Regions from separate parts of the Mus musculus genome. Here all the other regions are linked to region 4. Evidence: chromatin contacts called from public HiChIP or PLAC-seq and promoter capture Hi-C data. All regions are on one chromosome and are shown on one strand. Each heading gives the region's core, a stretch centred on a gene start, on an enhancer-like site or on the middle of the called end of the contact. The rest is flanking DNA. Distances are from core to core; before and after follow the strand shown.

The links. Promoter capture Hi-C pulls out the DNA fragments that hold promoters and counts their contacts. HiChIP or PLAC-seq counts read pairs in DNA pulled down with a chosen protein or histone mark. Capture Hi-C pulls out chosen DNA fragments and counts their contacts.
Region 1: a contact with region 4 is called in an H3K4me3 HiChIP or PLAC-seq map of bone marrow-derived macrophages, with 4 times the contacts expected there. The contact joins the enhancer-like site here to the promoter of Rnf34 in region 4. A contact is called at or near these places in 8 of 39 promoter capture datasets (the 3T3-L1 cell line, 3T3-L1-derived adipocytes, the SN4741 cell line and 4 more) and 2 of 115 datasets of contacts at active chromatin or transcription factors (bone marrow-derived macrophages and embryonic limb bud).
Region 2: a contact with region 4 is called in a promoter capture Hi-C map of pancreatic islet. The contact joins the promoter of P2rx4 here to the promoter of Rnf34 in region 4. A contact is called at or near these places in 5 of 39 promoter capture datasets (the C10 cell line, embryonic stem cells, liver and 2 more), 1 of 115 datasets of contacts at active chromatin or transcription factors (embryonic stem cells) and 3 of 9 other capture datasets (adipose tissue, liver and pancreatic islet).
Region 3: a promoter capture Hi-C map of the SN4741 cell line shows a contact between it and region 4, with 2.1 times the contacts expected there. The contact joins the promoter of Ift81 here to the promoter of Rnf34 in region 4. A contact is called at or near these places in 8 of 39 promoter capture datasets (the SN4741 cell line, cranial neural crest, frontonasal cranial neural crest and 4 more) and 1 of 115 datasets of contacts at active chromatin or transcription factors (large pre-B cells).
Region 5: a contact with region 4 is called in a promoter capture Hi-C map of adipose tissue. The contact joins the promoter of Tmem120b here to the promoter of Rnf34 in region 4. A contact is called at or near these places in 2 of 39 promoter capture datasets (hippocampal neurons and liver), 1 of 484 Hi-C or Micro-C datasets (muscle stem cells), 2 of 115 datasets of contacts at active chromatin or transcription factors (effector CD8 T cells and embryonic stem cells) and 3 of 9 other capture datasets (adipose tissue, liver and pancreatic islet).
Region 6: a contact with region 4 is called in a promoter capture Hi-C map of fetal liver, with 4 times the contacts expected there. The contact joins the enhancer-like site here to the promoter of Rnf34 in region 4. A contact is called at or near these places in 4 of 39 promoter capture datasets (the SN4741 cell line, fetal liver, hippocampal neurons and 1 more) and 1 of 9 other capture datasets (liver).

What each region holds. Positions count from the first base shown.
Region 1 is chr5:122,652,145-122,654,854 of GRCm38.p6, forward strand. P2rx7 (purinergic receptor P2X, ligand-gated ion channel, 7) reads left to right here. Exons shown (of 13, transcript NM_011027.4): 2 at 583-751; 3 at 2,017-2,085. Among named protein-coding and RNA genes, the nearest start is that of P2rx7, 9.6 kb to the left of the region's middle. Within about 2 kb of position 1,332, at least 139 of the 459 cell types and tissues checked have an H3K27ac peak or open chromatin away from gene starts, as enhancers often do. A contact at or near this core is called in bone marrow-derived macrophages, embryonic limb bud, hippocampal neurons and 1 more, where this site is marked.
Region 2 is chr5:122,706,291-122,708,990 of GRCm38.p6, forward strand. P2rx4 (purinergic receptor P2X, ligand-gated ion channel 4) reads left to right here and starts at 1,254. Exons shown (of 12, transcript NM_011026.3): 1 at 1,254-1,497. The coding sequence starts at 1,364.
Region 3 is chr5:122,613,163-122,615,918 of GRCm38.p6, forward strand. It overlaps Ift81 (intraflagellar transport 81), which reads right to left and starts at 1,382. Exons shown (of 19, transcript NM_009879.4): 1 at 1,276-1,382.
Region 4 is chr5:122,848,865-122,851,564 of GRCm38.p6, forward strand. It overlaps Rnf34 (ring finger protein 34), which reads left to right and starts at 1,324. Exons shown (of 6, transcript NM_030564.1): 1 at 1,324-1,434. The coding sequence starts at 1,429. It overlaps Gm33044 (predicted gene, 33044), which reads right to left and starts at 1,072. Exons shown (of 2, transcript NR_169045.1): 1 at 969-1,072; 2 at 586-881.
Region 5 is chr5:123,075,022-123,077,721 of GRCm38.p6, forward strand. Tmem120b (transmembrane protein 120B) reads left to right here and starts at 1,254. Exons shown (of 12, transcript NM_001039723.2): 1 at 1,254-1,474. The coding sequence starts at 1,406.
Region 6 is chr5:123,093,575-123,096,316 of GRCm38.p6, forward strand. The region is part of intron 1 of Tmem120b (transmembrane protein 120B); the gene reads left to right. Among named protein-coding and RNA genes, the nearest start is that of Tmem120b, 19 kb to the left of the region's middle. Within about 2 kb of position 1,322, at least 41 of the 459 cell types and tissues checked have an H3K27ac peak or open chromatin away from gene starts, as enhancers often do. A contact at or near this core is called in fetal liver, where this site is marked.

The DNA of each region.
Region 1 (2,710 bases), core at 82-2,581, 200 kb before region 4:
GTATTTCTGTCATCTTAAAAGGAAGTAATATACCCATTAACGGCCCCTCTCCATTTCTCCTCTCCTGGCAACTATCCATTTTCCTTCTGTATAGATTTATTGATTCTGTGCATTTCTTATAAATGGAGGGTGTGGTGGCACATGCCTTTAATCCCAGCACTCAAGAGGCAGAGCTAGGAGGGGCTTTGTGAATTTGAAGGGTGTCCCGGTGTGGACCAGGAGGGCACCAGTATAGACAGGTCCTGTCTCCCTATCTGAGAGAGAGAGAGAGAGAGAGAGAGAGAATGTAATCCCCTGAAACAAGAGCAAGCCAAGCCAGTGTGGCACTGAGTCTGGGACAGAGCCATTCAACTCACCCAGAGCAGATCTCTGAGTTGAGATTGCCATCTAAAGTAGGTAGTGATAATGGGAGAGGCAGGTACAGCTGGTAGCCCCAGTTTGTAGCAGGGAGAGTCCCAAGGAAGCAGAAGCAGACTGTCACCAGCAGCAGCTCCAGTGACACCCCTTCCCCCAAGAATCTACCGCCCAAACTGCTGTCCTCTGTTGTGAGGAAGCCACTGAAGTTTTTTCCTCTGTCCTCAGCTTTGCTTTGGTGAGCGATAAGCTGTACCAGCGGAAAGAGCCTGTTATCAGCTCCGTGCACACCAAGGTCAAAGGCATAGCAGAGGTGACGGAGAATGTCACAGAGGGTGGGGTGACGAAGTTAGGACACAGCATCTTTGACACTGCAGACTACACCTTCCCTTTGCAGGTGAGTGCCGTGGAATTCCAGGTCACGTTTCTGTCCCCATCCCCATCCTTAGGGGTCTAGGGTCTCATTAAAAAATAAAAATAAAAAAAGAGAGTTTGGGACTAAGAATATGTAGCTCAACTGGTAGAATGCTTGGCTAGTAAGCATGAAACCCTGCAGCCCCAGGAGATCAAGGCTGGAGAATCAGCTGTTCAAGGTCACCCTCAGATGCACAGTGAGTTTGAGGTCAGCCTGGAATACATAAGACCTTGTCTCAAAAGAAAAGAGACACTGGCCCTATTTAAAACCTGTGAGAAAAAAAAAATCCCAACTGAGAAAACCTAAAAATGGCAAAACTGGGTCACATCCAGCTGCATCAAAGAAGATGCGTCTTTGCTTTATCCAGTCCTACCGGGCTGCTCAAAATAGCACCGCGCGTCCTGGCGCGTTCCAAACACGATCTCATTCACTCACACTAGGACGCACAGGGCTTTAGGAGTAGGGTCACTGCCTGGCAAGCTCAGCCCGGGTTCAGAAGGGCAGAGGGCTTGTCCTCTATGAGGTTTGTGTGTTCTGTTATTGAAAAAGGTCGCCAGGAGATGATTCTCAAGTCTTTCAAAAGAAAGGATGTGGTGACGAAGAAAGAGAAGGGGTAGACCACGGAGAAGTGTATGGTTAGCTGAGTTTGCAAAGCCGAGAAAATGAAAGCGGTTACCAAAAAAGGAGAAATAAAAGAGGGGCCGAGGAGTTAGGAACAGATGGTGGGGAAGGAACAAAATGGCCCATTCGCCACCCTGGGGAGGTAGGGCACTTGGCAAAAGCATCAGGCCCAAGCTGCTATTTGTTTCCAGCTAGAAACCACAAAAGCCACTGATTGCCCAGGTAGTGGGAAGCCCTGTGGCCTTCCATTAAGCCTTGAGAAATCTGAACAGCCTGCCCAGGGTGCAGCCCACACCCCACCTCCGCATCCCTGGCTCTCCAGAGTCTCGATTTAATGGGATTTTTACTGTGTCAGAAAATGAAACAGCTGCTTTTGAGGCTGGCTCAGAAAATGACTGCTCCCCCTCCTTTGAAATCTCCTCTGCTCCCCCTTGCCCAGTGGGAACAGTTCCTGCGGCTTTGATATTAAGCCCTCAGCAGAGTCCTTGCGCTGCCCACGGCTGGTTTCAAAAGGCTTCCAAGAGTACAAAGGCTCGCCCCCCTAGCACTTAGCAAAACACATTATGACAGCTTAAGGAGTTCTGCTCCCTAAGGCCTGGCCTTTGTCCCTCCATTTCTCTCTGCAGGGGAACTCATTCTTTGTCATGACAAACTATGTCAAGTCAGAAGGCCAAGTGCAGACGCTGTGTCCTGAGGTAAGCAGGGGACCCACTCTGATAGGACGCAGGGCTGAGATGCATTCTGGGAACCAAGAAGTTTTTGTCTGCCCACACCCTGGTCTCGGGCTGCAGCCCAGGGGCCAGTGTAAACACCTACTCTTTCCTTTGCCGGCGCTCTGTGCAACAGCTCACAACAGTTCTGATTCCTGGCATGTGTGTGATCTAGTTCACATCTCACTGAAGCCTCACAAATTCAGGAGGATAACTGGAAGGCCCTATTTTATACCAGAGACTACTTAAGGCATAGCCTCACGGTACACCGTGAGCCCTCAGAAAACATGCTGCTGTTGGAACCAAGAGGATCACCCACAGCAGATGAAACCCAAGGCCTCCACAAGGCAGCCAGCCTGAGGGCACCACATGACTCTGGGGAGGGGAATTTAGTCTACACTACATTCTGGCCTGGACCATTCCACCTGCATGAGTGTCTCCTCTCATTTGTCCATACTCTTATCTCTGGTCCACTCAGTAAACGCATCCACGCCCTAATGTGCATCCGAACATACACAGTGTGGTCTAGCTATTCAAACTCCTGTGGACCTGAAGGGCTTCACACAGCTGGGGTTGTTGTCGCAGTTCTGTGGTGGACTGAGCCCTGCTG
Region 2 (2,700 bases), core at 4-2,503, 140 kb before region 4:
GGCCTTAGATTAAAACTCAAAATCATTCAAATCCCGTGATGAGTCGCTGGTAACAGGGCACTATGACTTGTGTATGAAGAGTTCTTCCCAAACCTTCATGTGTTGAAGGCTTCTTCCCTACGTGGGAGATAATGCTGAGAGGGGACTGGATGCTGAGAGACCTTAACATTGGGAGCTATGACATAACGGCAAATCTTATCTTAGCATTGGGAGGCGGTACAAAGGAGGTGAAGCCAGCTGGAATAACTAATTCCCTGGGACCTGGTGGTGGAAAGACACACCTTGTCCCCATGCCTTTCTGTAAGGTCCACCATGCTCTCTCAGATCCATGGAGCCAAGTGACCAGAAGCTGAAGCTAACTCAGATGAAATAAAAGATGCATGGAGCAGAAAATGAAAAGAACCGCGAGGAGTCTGATTAGAACCTCAAGCCTTGTGTATATTACCTGCTATATTTATACTGCACAGGGCTGAGATGCTCTCACTATGCTTGCTGGACAGTACCTGGTATAAGGGTACTTGGATGTATCTGTTACACTTAATATAAAACGCCTATTAAAAAAACTTCGGAAGGGAATGGATATATGTGACCTTAACAATGGTGTCTCCCCACGGGCTTGAATTTTTCCAATTCTCCCTAAGCTTGCGGTAAGCCATTCTCAATAGCAAGATGGCTACAGGGACCCCCCCCCACCCCCCAGGTGCTGGCTGTTGCCTCCTCTCAGGTGCAACTACGACAGTTATCTGACTAGGGGTAGGGACATGGATCGGCTTCAGGCCTAAGAGGGGTATATGGTGGCATTTGTGGCTGACTTCTGCAGACATCCTAGTACACCAGGTACTTATTCACCCACCCTATAGTTTCATAAAGCAGCACAGCGGGGCTCCCTCCACTACATCCAGATCAAGTTTGCCTCCTTCAGTCAGGGGACTGACTCTTCAGCACTCGGGTCCTCTAGGAATGTAACTCCTATCCAAGTTCCCCTGGCGCACGGCTCGTTATCCTATATCTGAACCGCAGAGCTGTCCTTTGCAACAGAACTCAACTGTCTGCCTTTCAATCCTAGGCCTGAGGGCGTCATTATCCTTGTCCCTCCGGGAGCTGACCTTGCTCCCTGCTCCAGAGGTAATTCGTCCCTTAGTGCTATACCACTCTTGCTTTTTAGATCGTCCCTTTGAGAGGGTCACGAGTTGGGGCGTCACCCTGGGGTGGCAGAGGGGGAGGAGACGCGCTCCTCAGGTCGCGCGCCGCCTATTTCCGGGCCGAGCTGCTGGGCGGGGCTGCTGCCCGGACCCGGTGGTGGTGGTGGCAGCGACAAGGCGACCCGCGGTGGCCACGACGCGGAGCAGCGGGCGGCGGAGCCATGGCAGGCTGCTGCTCCGTGCTCCGGGCTTTCCTGTTCGAGTACGACACGCCGCGCATCGTGCTCATCCGCAGCCGTAAAGTGGGGCTCATGAACCGCGTGGTGCAGCTGCTCATCCTGGCTTACGTCATTGGGTGAGCGGGCCTGGGGAGGGGCCGCGGCTGGGGGCAACCCAGACTGTCGGGACCTGGCAGCGCCCCCTTGCTCGCTCTCTGGGTCTGGGGCAATAGCTGAGCCGGCCAAGCCCCTCCTCCCCGAGTTCAAGGGGCGGCGACACGCCCTCGCCGGGCTCTAGCCAAGCCACCTGGAACCAGCTTGAACAGGACACTGGGGACTACTGGACGTCCTGGGAGCTAAGCCTCGTCTTAGCTAGACTGTCACCCCATCTTTCTCGCATCCTTCCCTCCCGACTTGCTTCATGCTGCGCCTTGGCTTGGTGGAGGGGCAGGGCAGGGAAGGCTTAACTCTGTGCGTCACGGACTTCTCTTCGGTTCCTTTTCAAACTCGGACAGAAACCAAGGCTTGTGGTTTTCATTCGGTACTTTCTGGGTCTGTGGTTTCTGTTACCTTAAGAAGCTTCTGATAACCCAGTACCCTTGAGATGTCACACTTCCCAAAAGTGTCCCAAGGTCACTTCCTTTGTTTTGTTGGATTGGTTGGGAATATGAGTACCCGCCTGATTTTGATTCTAAACTCTGCTCTTCATTACTGTTTATATATACCCTCCCATCACTAGGCGTTATGAAACGTTTAATTTTAATTGGATGCACCTGTAAGGCTGTAATACACCCCAGGAGAGATGGTGAACCTTACCTTGCCTCCTGGGCCCAATTTCAAGGTATTCGAGTGTCAACAGCTGCTAGCGTGACAGGTGGATCTGTTTTCTTACTAAAGGGCCTAAAGCACGGGTCCCCAAACAACACATTGGAGTCACTTAGGAATCCACAAAAAACACAGATAGATTGCCAATTCACAAACTGACTCAGAGCTGTAAGACCTCTGTGCCTGACCACACTCACCTGAGAAAGCTTTGTGTGGCCTTAGGTATATGAAATAGGTACACAGGTGGCTGGAGAGATGGCCCAGAGAGATGGTTAAGAATGCCTAAGATACAGCCTTTAATCCTAGCACTGGTGAGAGACAGGTAGGCAGATATCTATGAGTTCAAAGCCAGCCTGGTCTACATAGTTTCAGGACAACCAGAATTATTACAGTGTCCCAACTAAATAATAAATCAACAGGTCTCCTGCTTTGGTGTTAGGTCTGGAATCTGTTCAGACCGCCTAAGGGCATTCAAAAGAATGCAGAGGAGTTTCCGCTCACAAGGTTGTAGCTTC
Region 3 (2,756 bases), core at 132-2,631, 240 kb before region 4:
AGCTTCTCTCTCCTGAGTGCTGGAATTAAAATCAAGAGCCACCAAGTCTGGCATGAAATGGGTTCTTTAATTGGGTGGGTGAAGCTTACATTTAGAAGACATTTGGAAGAAAGGAAGGAAGGAAAGGAGGAAGGAAGCTAGAAGGAAGGAAATAAAGTTGTTCTAAAAGATAAGAAAGGATGGCACAACCAGTATGGTTGCTAAATTTAAGGTTTCTTTTTAAGTTTATATATAAAGACTATCTCAGGGATAGTAGTGTGCAATTTTAATCTCAGTGCTAGGAGGCAGAGGCAGGAGGATTTCTGAGTTTGAGGCCAGCCTGGTCTACAGAGTGAGTTCCTGGCCAGCCAGGACTCTACAGAGAAGCATTGTCTCAAAAAACAAGCCAGAAATAAATAAATTACAGAGAATATCTTTACTTTTTAAAAACTTGGGAGGCTCAAGTTTTCAACTGTAAAAATATAATACACATCCTTATATCCACATATATTTAAACTAATTTAGAAGTTGTCCATACGGCTTTTTCTTCTCTGAGAAACACAAAATCAAACCAAATATCTGGATAAGCAAGAAAATGTTGCCAAGAGAAGAAAAGGGGAGGGGCTCACGATTATTACAGGCAACTTAATGGTTGCTAAGGGTGGGGAACCATAATTAAACTCATTGGACCTCCAAAAGAAAAGGGGAGTGAGGTGGGGGCAAAAAAGTCGAAGGGAGAAGGGTTAGGAAATGGATTCCGTGGGAGCAGGAAAGCGAAGAGCGAGAAACGGGGATGGGGTGATGGAATACACTATATGTATGCATGTGTGAATACAGTGGTACCCATTATGCGCAACTAATACACGCCAAGTTTCCAAACTTTTTTAAGAAAAGAAATGAGCTGCGTTGCCCCACCAGCTTTCAGAGGACAGAGATGCTCTTGAACCAGGTAGGGCTGTCGCTGCCCGCCGGGCGCTGCGCGCTAAAATTAGCAAAAGCAATTACTCTCCCTCTTCCAGCGCAACCGGCCGAGCTAATTCACCAGCACTCACCCACTGCAGCACCCAGGGGGAGCCGGGGCAAGAATTAAAACCAGGACGCGCGTGGTATCCGGCCCAGCCGGGGCAGCGCGCGCAGGCCTACGGCCTCCTGCGACGCCCGGAGACCGAGGGGGACCCGCGCGGCCGACCCCCCGCCCCCCGACAGGCCCTGCTGCCGCCACCGGCCGGGAGCGGGCGCAGCTTGACGGGATTCGGGGGTTCGCGGAGTTCCCGACCGCGAGTTGGCGGGGGTTACCTCAAATCCTCCTCACGAAACCACCTCCCCACCCTCGGGAGGCACTGGGGCGCTTGCGGGTTCTTAGAGACCGCTCCTTGGCAACGGTTGCCATGCGGTGACGTCACTTCCTCTGGCTCGGGGAGGAGGGGGGCGCGCGCACACCGGAGGGCGGAGCCTCGGGCTGGAAAGCTTGGCCCTGGTACCTGGGGTTCCGAACCTCTGCAGAAAGCCTAGGGTGACTCTGGCTGTTATTCCCACTTAGACTCCTGCTGATAATAACCTTTGCGAACCGTCTACCGTTCTCACCTTGACAAAGGGCTTAACCTGTGCTGTTTGCGTGTGCTGTTTCATTCATTCATTCATTTATTTACCAAACTTGGGGCGACTTGTTTGAAGCAGGACTGGATAGGGTTTGGGGTCAGAAAGCATTGGGCGTGGTTTCCGAATTTAGGTTTTCGACGAAAGAATCTCCAGGTTAAATCATGCATGGAACAATTATAAACTATGGATTGAGAGACCCAGACATGGAGAGGAGAGACAGACCGGGACAAATGGAGGCCTACTCTGAAAACTAGGTTAGATGCTCAGACATCCTTGGAGAAACAGTAAATGTAATACCAGACTTGCCACAACCTCAAGCTAACAAATGATAAATTAGGCATTCCATACTGCTGACTGCTGGAAATGCAATAGAGAACAAGACCCAATAGGGTTGGTTCTGTCCTCACAGAGATGATGGGGAAAGAGAGGCAATATAGTTAAACAGCCCAGGACGGAGAGAAATGTACCAAGATGTCTCAGTGATGACAGAGTATGTGTGACGTTTACTGGGGGACAGGGATGGCTGAAGGAATCATACTGTCATGTCTCCATTAGACAGAGCGCTGTTTAAAGACCAGTAAAAAGAATCCAAATGACCTGTTGAGGTAGCTCAACTGGTAAAGGCGCTTGGCACACAAACCTAGAGACAGGTTCCACAGAGACAGATTGTGGTGTCCCCACCTGCTACAGACGAAAGGAGGAACTGACTTCACCCTGTGATTCCTTGGTGGGATTCACTGAGGAGTCTAAGAAGACATTCCTAGCAACAGTTTTACAGCATAGAGACCTTGCTTATTCTGTCTGAAACAAACTGTGGGTAGCTTTTCTTTTCCCCCCAGAGACGCCTGGTCAAGTCTGGTATGTAAGCTCCTAATGGTACCTTCTAACTGAACTGTGTTTGAGATTTTGAATAGATTTCTAACAGGCTCTAACAGCGGTTCTGAAAGCTTGTCACTTCTACCTCACCTCCCGCTCCACCCCCTCTTCCTCCACCTCCTCATCCTGTTCTCCTATAGCCTGTGCTAGGAAAGAACTCTACCACTGAGTTACACCTCCGACCTTGCTTTTTATTTTATTACATCATTAATTTATTGTGTGTAGGAGGGCCGGGCCCGTTGTGAGCAAGGCCACCCCTGGGCATGTGGGCCTGGCCGATGTAAGAAAGGTAGCTGAGAATC
Region 4 (2,700 bases), core at 74-2,573:
TGGTTTCTAACACTCACATAGTGGTTCACAACTGTAATTCAGTTGCAGGGCATCCAACATCCTCATCTGACTTCCCTGATCACTGTACACATGTGGTGCACAGATACACATGCAGGCAAAACCAGATACAAAGAATTTTAAAGTATTATTATTATTATAAGAATAGGAGTTGTCTGGGTCTTCGCTAAGGAAGAAGTAACATCTTGAGCTCTAAAATTTCAATTATTATTATTATTTTATTATTTTTTAAGACAGGGTTTCTCTGTATAGCCCTGGCTGTCCTGGAGCTCACTTTGTAGACCAGGCTGGCCTCGAACTCAGAAATCCGCCTACCTCTGCCTCCCAAGTGCTGGGACTAAAGGTGTGTGCCACCACGCCCGACCTCAAATATTATTTTGAAGTGAGAGAAAGAAATGTAGGAAAACCAACTAATTAAAGCCTTAATCCAGCAAGGCTGAAGAAATTTATACCATCTTTTGCCACTTGTTTTTCTGCCCCGACGTCAGTTTGAAGGGATCATGTGAATTCTTTGAAAGGGTTAGTTAGTACTTGGGTAAATTTGAACATTACATCAATTGGACGCAGTTGTGGTGGAACACATCTTTAATCTCAAGCACTCGGAAGGCAGAGAGGCAGGCATGATTTCTCTGAGTTCCAAGCCAGCCTGGTGTAAACTGGGAGTTCTCTGGCCAGCACAGCCAGGAAAAAATCTTGTCTAAAAAGAAAACCGCACACACACACATACGAACCGAACGACAAAGAATTGGAATTGGACAGCCTTTGGTTCTTCAGCCGTTCTCAGTACATCTTCTAAATGGCTCGCCCTAGATCGTGCTGCCCCTCTTCCTTGAGGAGATCCGAGGTTCTCCTGGTGATGAGATCTAGAACATTCGGAGAATGGGTTAAGCCCGAGAGAGGCCCTGCTCCGCAGGTTAGAATAAAAGCTTCAAACCAACAGTGTTTCCTACTTCACCACAGCTCTTTTTCTGCCTCGGGCCGAGGGAAGCTATCCACCCAAAATAGGAAGCCAATTCAGCCTGAGCGGCTTTCTCTCCGACAGACCGGGCGTCACGTCGCGTCACGCCCCGCCCCGCCCCTCTTCGCCCCGCCCCGTTTCCCTCCGCCCCTCCCCTCTCCCCTTCGCTCGCAAGACTGCGCCCGAAACCCCGCCCCTTCTTCACCATTTCATTGGCTTTGGTGATCGGGCCCCCCGAAGACCCGCTTCGGATTGGTGGGCTCCGCCCGCCGCTCGGCGTCTTCCCGGGGCGTGAGCCGAGCGTGGCCATGCCCCCTTACGTAGGGACGCTCAGTGGGTCTCGGGAGGCGCCGCATTCGCCGCCTTAGAAGGAAGGAAGATCCGTTGTGTGAGGAGGCTGCTATGGTGCTGAGTTCCCCGGTAGAGCCGACCGAGCCGAGGCGGTCGCGGCCATGAAGGTGAGGGGCTGGTGGAGCCGGGAGGCTCTCCTTGCCTCTCCCGTACGCCCAGAGCGCTTCCTGTTTTCCGTCTCAGCGGTTACCCAGAGGGGCTTCGTGAGAGACCACCACGTAGCGGGGCGCCCGGCCCGAAGTGTGTGTGGGGCCCCGACCGGTTCCAGCCGGAGAGGCCAGGCAGCAGACCCTCCCGAGCTCCCACAGCGCCCTCCGGCGTCCTGGCCGAGGAGGCGGCTAGTGGCCCTGCGGTCTCAGCCCGCTGGGCCCTGTTCCCAGGGCCCTGTGCTCTTCTCGGGGTCCCGAGCTTTTTTTTAAGCCGCAAGAGCCTCGGTGTCTCTGGCCATGGCTGTGCCCTCTGCCTCCCCCGAGTCCTTGAGCTAACCCAGACTTCGGGGGGTGCATCACGAGACAGAAGGCATAGAGAGCGCTGCGTGGTATGATGAGGCTAGGACCTGAGTGGCCCATGGGGGGTTGGGGGTGTCCTCCTTCAAGGAGTCCTTCCCGTGGGTTTAAATGTTGTGGCCGTGACCTAGAGCGCTAGACGTGTCTACATCGCCACTAGGTACGCAGCAAGTAATTTGGCAGCCTTGCTCCCAGGTGGGAGTGAGAGCGTGGGAGAATCACTGATAGAAGTTTCAGAAAAGGGCAGGTTTTGTGTGTGTGTATGTGGTGTGTGTGTGTGTGTGTGTGTGATTTTGGCCTACTTAGGGGAGATGAATTTTCTCAACCCCATCGCAGAGAGTTCTAAAGAGGCTGTGTACAGCAGTCAATTCAGGCATTGATTCATTTGCCCAAAATCAAGTCAAATGGCGTGAGTCAGAAGGTGGTGATGTCTTCCCTCACGGTGTTGTATCCATCTCGTGGAAGAAGTAAGTGTGTTGGCTTTGGGCTGCTAGATTGACGACCTTGCACAGAGTGTCAAAGATTTACTGTGGACGATTGAAGAGAGGGTCAAGTGGATAGAGAAATTCAGCAAGTGTTTTGCCCAGCACCTTCACTGCCTTAGTCAAGATGGGGTAGAGGTAATTCAAAATATAATCACCCTGTTTAAGAAAGAGTTTGCCAGTTAAAAGAAAAGAGCCCCTTAAGCATGGTGGCACAAGCCCGTGATCAGCGTTTAGGAGGTAGAGGTGGAGGATTGCTGCATGTTTGAGGCCAAGCAAGTGTTTTCGTGGAAAACCAACCAACAACAATCCCCTGAGAGATAGATCTCAAGTAGCCACATTACAAACTGCAATAATGTAAGGTGTGTGTGTGTGTGTGTAAAAA
Region 5 (2,700 bases), core at 4-2,503, 230 kb after region 4:
TCATAAGAGAGGGCACACAGAGAGGCCCTGTAACTACTGGTCAGAGAGAATGGAGCAATGCAGATGAAAGCCATGGAGTATGTAGGCTCAACAGTCACTGTCATGGCTACTAGGTAGCAAGGCAAGGCCCTACCCAGGGTCTCAGGAGTCATGACACTTTCGTTTCAGGTTGGTCGCTGTGAGATAAATGCACTTCTATTGTCTAGGCCACCCACTTGTAGCTAAGCATAGCCCTGTGAAACTAATGCAGGTGTCCTTTTAATTTTAATTAATTTTACAGGGTCTTACTGTGGAGCTGGCCCTGAGCTATGTAGACCAGGCTGGTCTCAAACCCACAGAGATCTATCTGCCTCTGGCCCTGGAGTGCTTCAATGAAAGGCATGTGCCACCCAAACTGCAGAACACACACCCTTAACCACTGAAGTTTTTCCCTCCAGCCCCGACAGGCATCATTTGATATTTTATTTGTTTGTTTGTTTGTTTGTTTGTTGAGACAAGTCTTACTACGTTGTCAAGGCTGGTATGCAATATCACACCCAGCTGCAGGTGTCATTTGAATGAGGTTCCAGGAGTGAGCAAGAAGCCACTGCATGATGATTCAGAGGGAGGAATGTCAAGTCAGGATAAAAACAATGGCCGGAGAGCTGGATTTAGGGCAGGGAGATAGGAGGTGTGGTTGGAAAAGCCAGGCTTGTGCAGGTCTTTTCGGACTTGGCACGGAAAGGGAGGCAACTGTATTCCATAAACTTGGTGGTTGTGGCTTTTGACTGACAGCACCAGCTGTCAAGAGTCACCCAGTGTCTTAGAGGACAGGGATGTATCTAGGCTGTATTGGTTGCAATAAATATCATCGCCAGCGTGAGATGACAGAGCCAAGTCTGCATTTTTCCCATCCTGCCCTTGACCTTACTACGCGGTCACTGTCAAAGCTGTCATTTCAGGGCACTGGCTTTGGCCTAGGTCAGGCAATGTGAAGGAATACATGAATTTTCCCTTTACCTCCTCCAAATCATTTCCACCTCACTCTCCCACAAAGATAATCTAAGTAACATAAGCCATAAATGCAGCTTACACATAAACCCTCCACCCACTCCGACGAGAAACCTACTACCTACACACGAGGAGTGAAGAGACCCAAAGAAGACTGAAGAGTTGCACCCGCCACGAGGCCAGAGCCCGGGGGATCGCCCATGCGCATGCGCGGGCCCCACCCTCGGGCGAGGGGGTGAGGCTGGCGCCGGGGCGGGGCCCGTGACGTCAGGTGCGCGCGTGGCTCCGGCTGCGCAGGAACAGCTGGTGCCTCGGGAGGCGGCTAGTGAGCGGGCGGGCGTGGGCTGCTGGTGGCCGGACGGGTCACGCTGCGGGTTTCGTCGCCGCCGCCGCCGCCGCCTTGCACCATTGCACCATGTCCGGCCAGCTGGAGCGTTGCGAGCGCGAGTGGCACGAGCTGGAGGGAGAATTTCAGGAGCTGCAGGTAGGACCGGGCCACCTGGTCCCGCCACTCTTGCTACCTGCGGTGCTTGTGCCTTCCCTATCTAGCCATCCCAGCCCGGAGGTGGGGCGATAGGACCCAGACGGTGGCCCGGGCTGTGCGTCCGATGGGCTGGTGGGTGGCCTGGCGCAGCCCCTTCCTATGTAGCAGCGCTTTGGCTCCTCAGTCTCTTGGGGCGCCCCTCATTCTCGCGCCCTCTCATCCACTCTTTGCTCCACGCTCTCCCTTCGCTACAGAAAGTTCGTCTCTGGCCCCCGAGGCAAGTTCCAGGTGTGTTCACGAGGAAACTGTGATACTCAAAGGACACCAGACCAACCCCCACACAAGGGATCTTCCCCCCAACCCTCCAGTTGCAGTTGGCTGTTCAACTCCTTACTACACGCTCTGTGCTGGCTGGGCAGCCCTCGCTGCAACTGCGGTTTGAGAGTTGTGCTTGGCTGCTTTCATCTTGGCCCCTTAGGCAGTTTTTAAGTCTCAGAGACCCCTCAGTCATAGCCTTGACTTTGGGAGCTCTGATGTGGTTCTGCTTATCGGCTGCTGCGAGCTGAGTTTACCATTGTGGATGGCAGGCATCTGTCAGTTCTGACAGCTGGCTGCCTCACCCGGTGATAGAGGGCTGCACCCAACCCCTCACCGTTTTGGCACAGAGCGTTCCACCTGGTGTGTTGAAGGTTGGTATAAGAGCTGGGCTCTTGAGAGGATAGCATCGCCACCCGGTCCTATCAGGAGGGTCCAGAGAGGCCTCAGCTATATGCTCTGGGGACTAGAGACTCAGGAAACCTTGGGGACGGCCAAGAGGAACAACACATGGCTTCCTCGCATTCACTCTCTCCTCCTCTCAATGGTTACTTTGTCATTCCCCTTGTCCCTGTAGCGTTCTCAGTTGGGCTGACCTCCTGCAATGTCCAGAGGAGAATGCTGTCAAGGGAGGTCTGTGATGGGTCTTTGTAAAGTGAGGCTGCCGATGTTACAGAAGGATGCCGGTGAACCTGAGCAGCAGATCGGCATGGGCAGAGACTTAAGAGACCCAGGACTGTCATCCCTTCGTAGTCCCTCCAGCATATATGGATGGGTTGGTGCCTTCTCTTTCAGATCTGAGGTCTTGGGTTCCTCATAGTTCCCAGAGGATCCCTTTTGGTTCCACCCACGGGGAAAAGACTCAGCCATATCCTTAACAATTTTTCCCACTGGGCTGTGAAGCCATGCCC
Region 6 (2,742 bases), core at 72-2,571, 240 kb after region 4:
TCATTGTATCTATCATTTCTGTTGCTGGGGCCTCCCACGTGCAAGGCAGGCAGGCAGGCAGGCAGGCACTTGACTGTGCTACCTGCCCAGTCCCAAGAAAACTTACTAATTGCAAATAGCAAAAGTTGATCACTTGGGTGCTGGAGAGATGGCTCAGAGGTTAAGAGCACTGCCTGTTCTTCCAGAGGTCCTGGGTTCAATTCCCAGCAACCACATGGTGGTTGACAACCATCTGTAATGAGATCTGATGCCCTCTTCTGGTGTGTCTGAGGACAGCTACAGTGTACAGTATATAATAAATATTAAAGAAAAAAAAAAAAGATGATCACTCTACAGTAGATCCTTGGAGGGACACCTTTACCAAACACTCCAGGCTGACACCACGGATGACAGGAAGCCTGTCATCAGATCCAGGCCCACTATGAAATCAGAACCAAATCCTATGGAAGCATCAGGTTGAGCCCAGGTTGAGAGACTTTCTCTCAATGATAGAAATGGACTTGAAAGATATCAGTTCAGGCCAGGCAGTGGGTGGCTTAAGCCTTAAATCCCAGCACTCAGGAGGCAGAGGAGTTCAAAAGTTGAAGTTCTAGGTTGAAGAAACACACACACATACTCACATGCCCGTGCAAATACTCAGTGTAAAATTGAATGGGATCTGAGATCTGAGGGACAATTTTGGCAAAAGAAACTGGGCTGAAAGGTGGCTCAGCAGATAAGATGCCAAGCCTGACGGCGGCCCGAGTTCTATCACGGGGACCCACCTGATGGAAGGACAGAACCACTCCACCTACACACTGCCCTCTGACCTCCTCGAGTGCACTGTGGCAAGTCATGAATAAACAGCTAAATGTAATTGAAAACATTTAACGAAGGCAGTTGGCACGTGTGAGCCGTGGTATCTTCGACAAAAGCCTCAGGTTACATATATCAAGGCTCAGTAACTGCATCTGACTGTAGCAGATACCGTTGATGCCAGCTGATGCACTCTGATGCTCAACTGAGAAGTACAATGGTTATGGCCGACTCCCTAATGCGTCAGCACAAGGATGGGTAAACTTCCTTGGCAAAGAGCCATACGGTCTGTGTCAATGCCGCTCACTCGACTGCTACAGCACTGAGCATGCGCGACGGAGCAGGAGTAAAAAACGGCGCGTGTGTTTGCTGCAATTCCAGTGACCTGTAATGTTCGCAGGGCATGGGATGTTTTAAAACTTTTATTATTTTCAACCCTCCAACACCCACTTCTGCCTTACAGCCTCCACAGGCTTGGACGGCAGGCTCTGCCTGCAGGTCCCTGATACCTGATAGAGAAAAAGATGGGTACGTGCACAGGAGATAGTGTACCCTGAGAGATGCCTGTTATGGAGGGTGGGGAGGGGGAGGGGATGCTCTAGAGTGTGGCGTTCTTCACACAGCTTTGGAAATTCTGCAAGCTTGAAATTATTTTAGGATGAATAAGCCTATTGGGAAAACTTAATTTTCCTCTCTGAGAGGCCCTGGAAGGATAGGGGGCTGTTAGCTCTGCCCCCCCCCCTTTGCAAATTAATGGTCCAGGGTGACTGGCTTATGCATTCTTGGATATCATTGCTAATAGTTCTCTCCTCCCCCCCACTTTATTTATTAATTTGTTTATTGCTTTTTTGAGATGTAGTCTCACTATGCAGTCCTGTCTGGCCTACAATCTGCTATATAGACCAAGCCTGGCTTGAGCTAGTGATGATGCCCCTGCCCCTGCCCCTGCCCCCGCCCTGCCCCCTGAGAGCTGGGGCTGAAGGTAATGCCTATCATTCCTGTTCTGTTTTTTATTTTTCTTCCTTCACTTCTTCCTAATTTTCTGCTTTACCTTCCTCTCTTGACTGGCAGACATAATAGTTTAGACTCTACTTGGTACCTGCTCCTTTCCCCCTCTGCTAAGTACGCTTCTGTGTCAGCTAAGAAAATGACTGTTTAAACCAGGCATGGTGGCACATGCCTTTGATCCCAATACTTGGGACACAGAGACATCCGGATCTCTTGAGTTGGAGGCCATTCCTGTCTGTATAGAGTTGCAGGTCAGCCAGGGGACTTCAGGGAGATGCTATTTGAAGAAGGAAGGAAGGAAGAAAAGGGAGAAAGAAGAGAAACGGGTCTTTGAACCCTGTCCACTGCTCACTGATCTGTGCCCTCCTGTCGGCTCCCGCCCCTCCATGGTCATTACGCATTGGAAGCGGAGTGTGGCAGCAATTTGAGAACTGACTGTGTTCCTCTCTCCCAGCATCGGGATAGCCTCTTGTATGAGTCAGAAGGGTTATTTCCAAGAATGCAATACCAAGTTTATTGAGTGATGTTGACTGGGTAAGGGAAGACGGCTTCTAGGGACTCCTCCCTAGAGGAGCTTTGCAAGCGCAGGCCAGAAACCCAGAGTGAAGCGTTAGTAGGAAAGAGCTTGTGGTTCATACAACCCACGAGGCAAGCCCAAGAATTGGAATCCATGTCATGTTGTCACCATAAATACTGGAGACTGTGTAAGGAAAAGTGCCTTGGCTTATGGTTCTGAAGGCTGAATCCAGCTCAGGGACAACGTCTGGCAAGGGTCACGATGCGCATATGGTAGATAATATGGATCATGATCAAAGTCGTGGACAAGCAGTGCATATAGAAGATCGTGCGCTAAGAGACCGAGGGAGGAGCCGGGCAGTGGTGGCCCATGCCTTTAGCCCCTACACTTGGGAGGCTGAGGCAGGTGGATCTCTGAGTTCG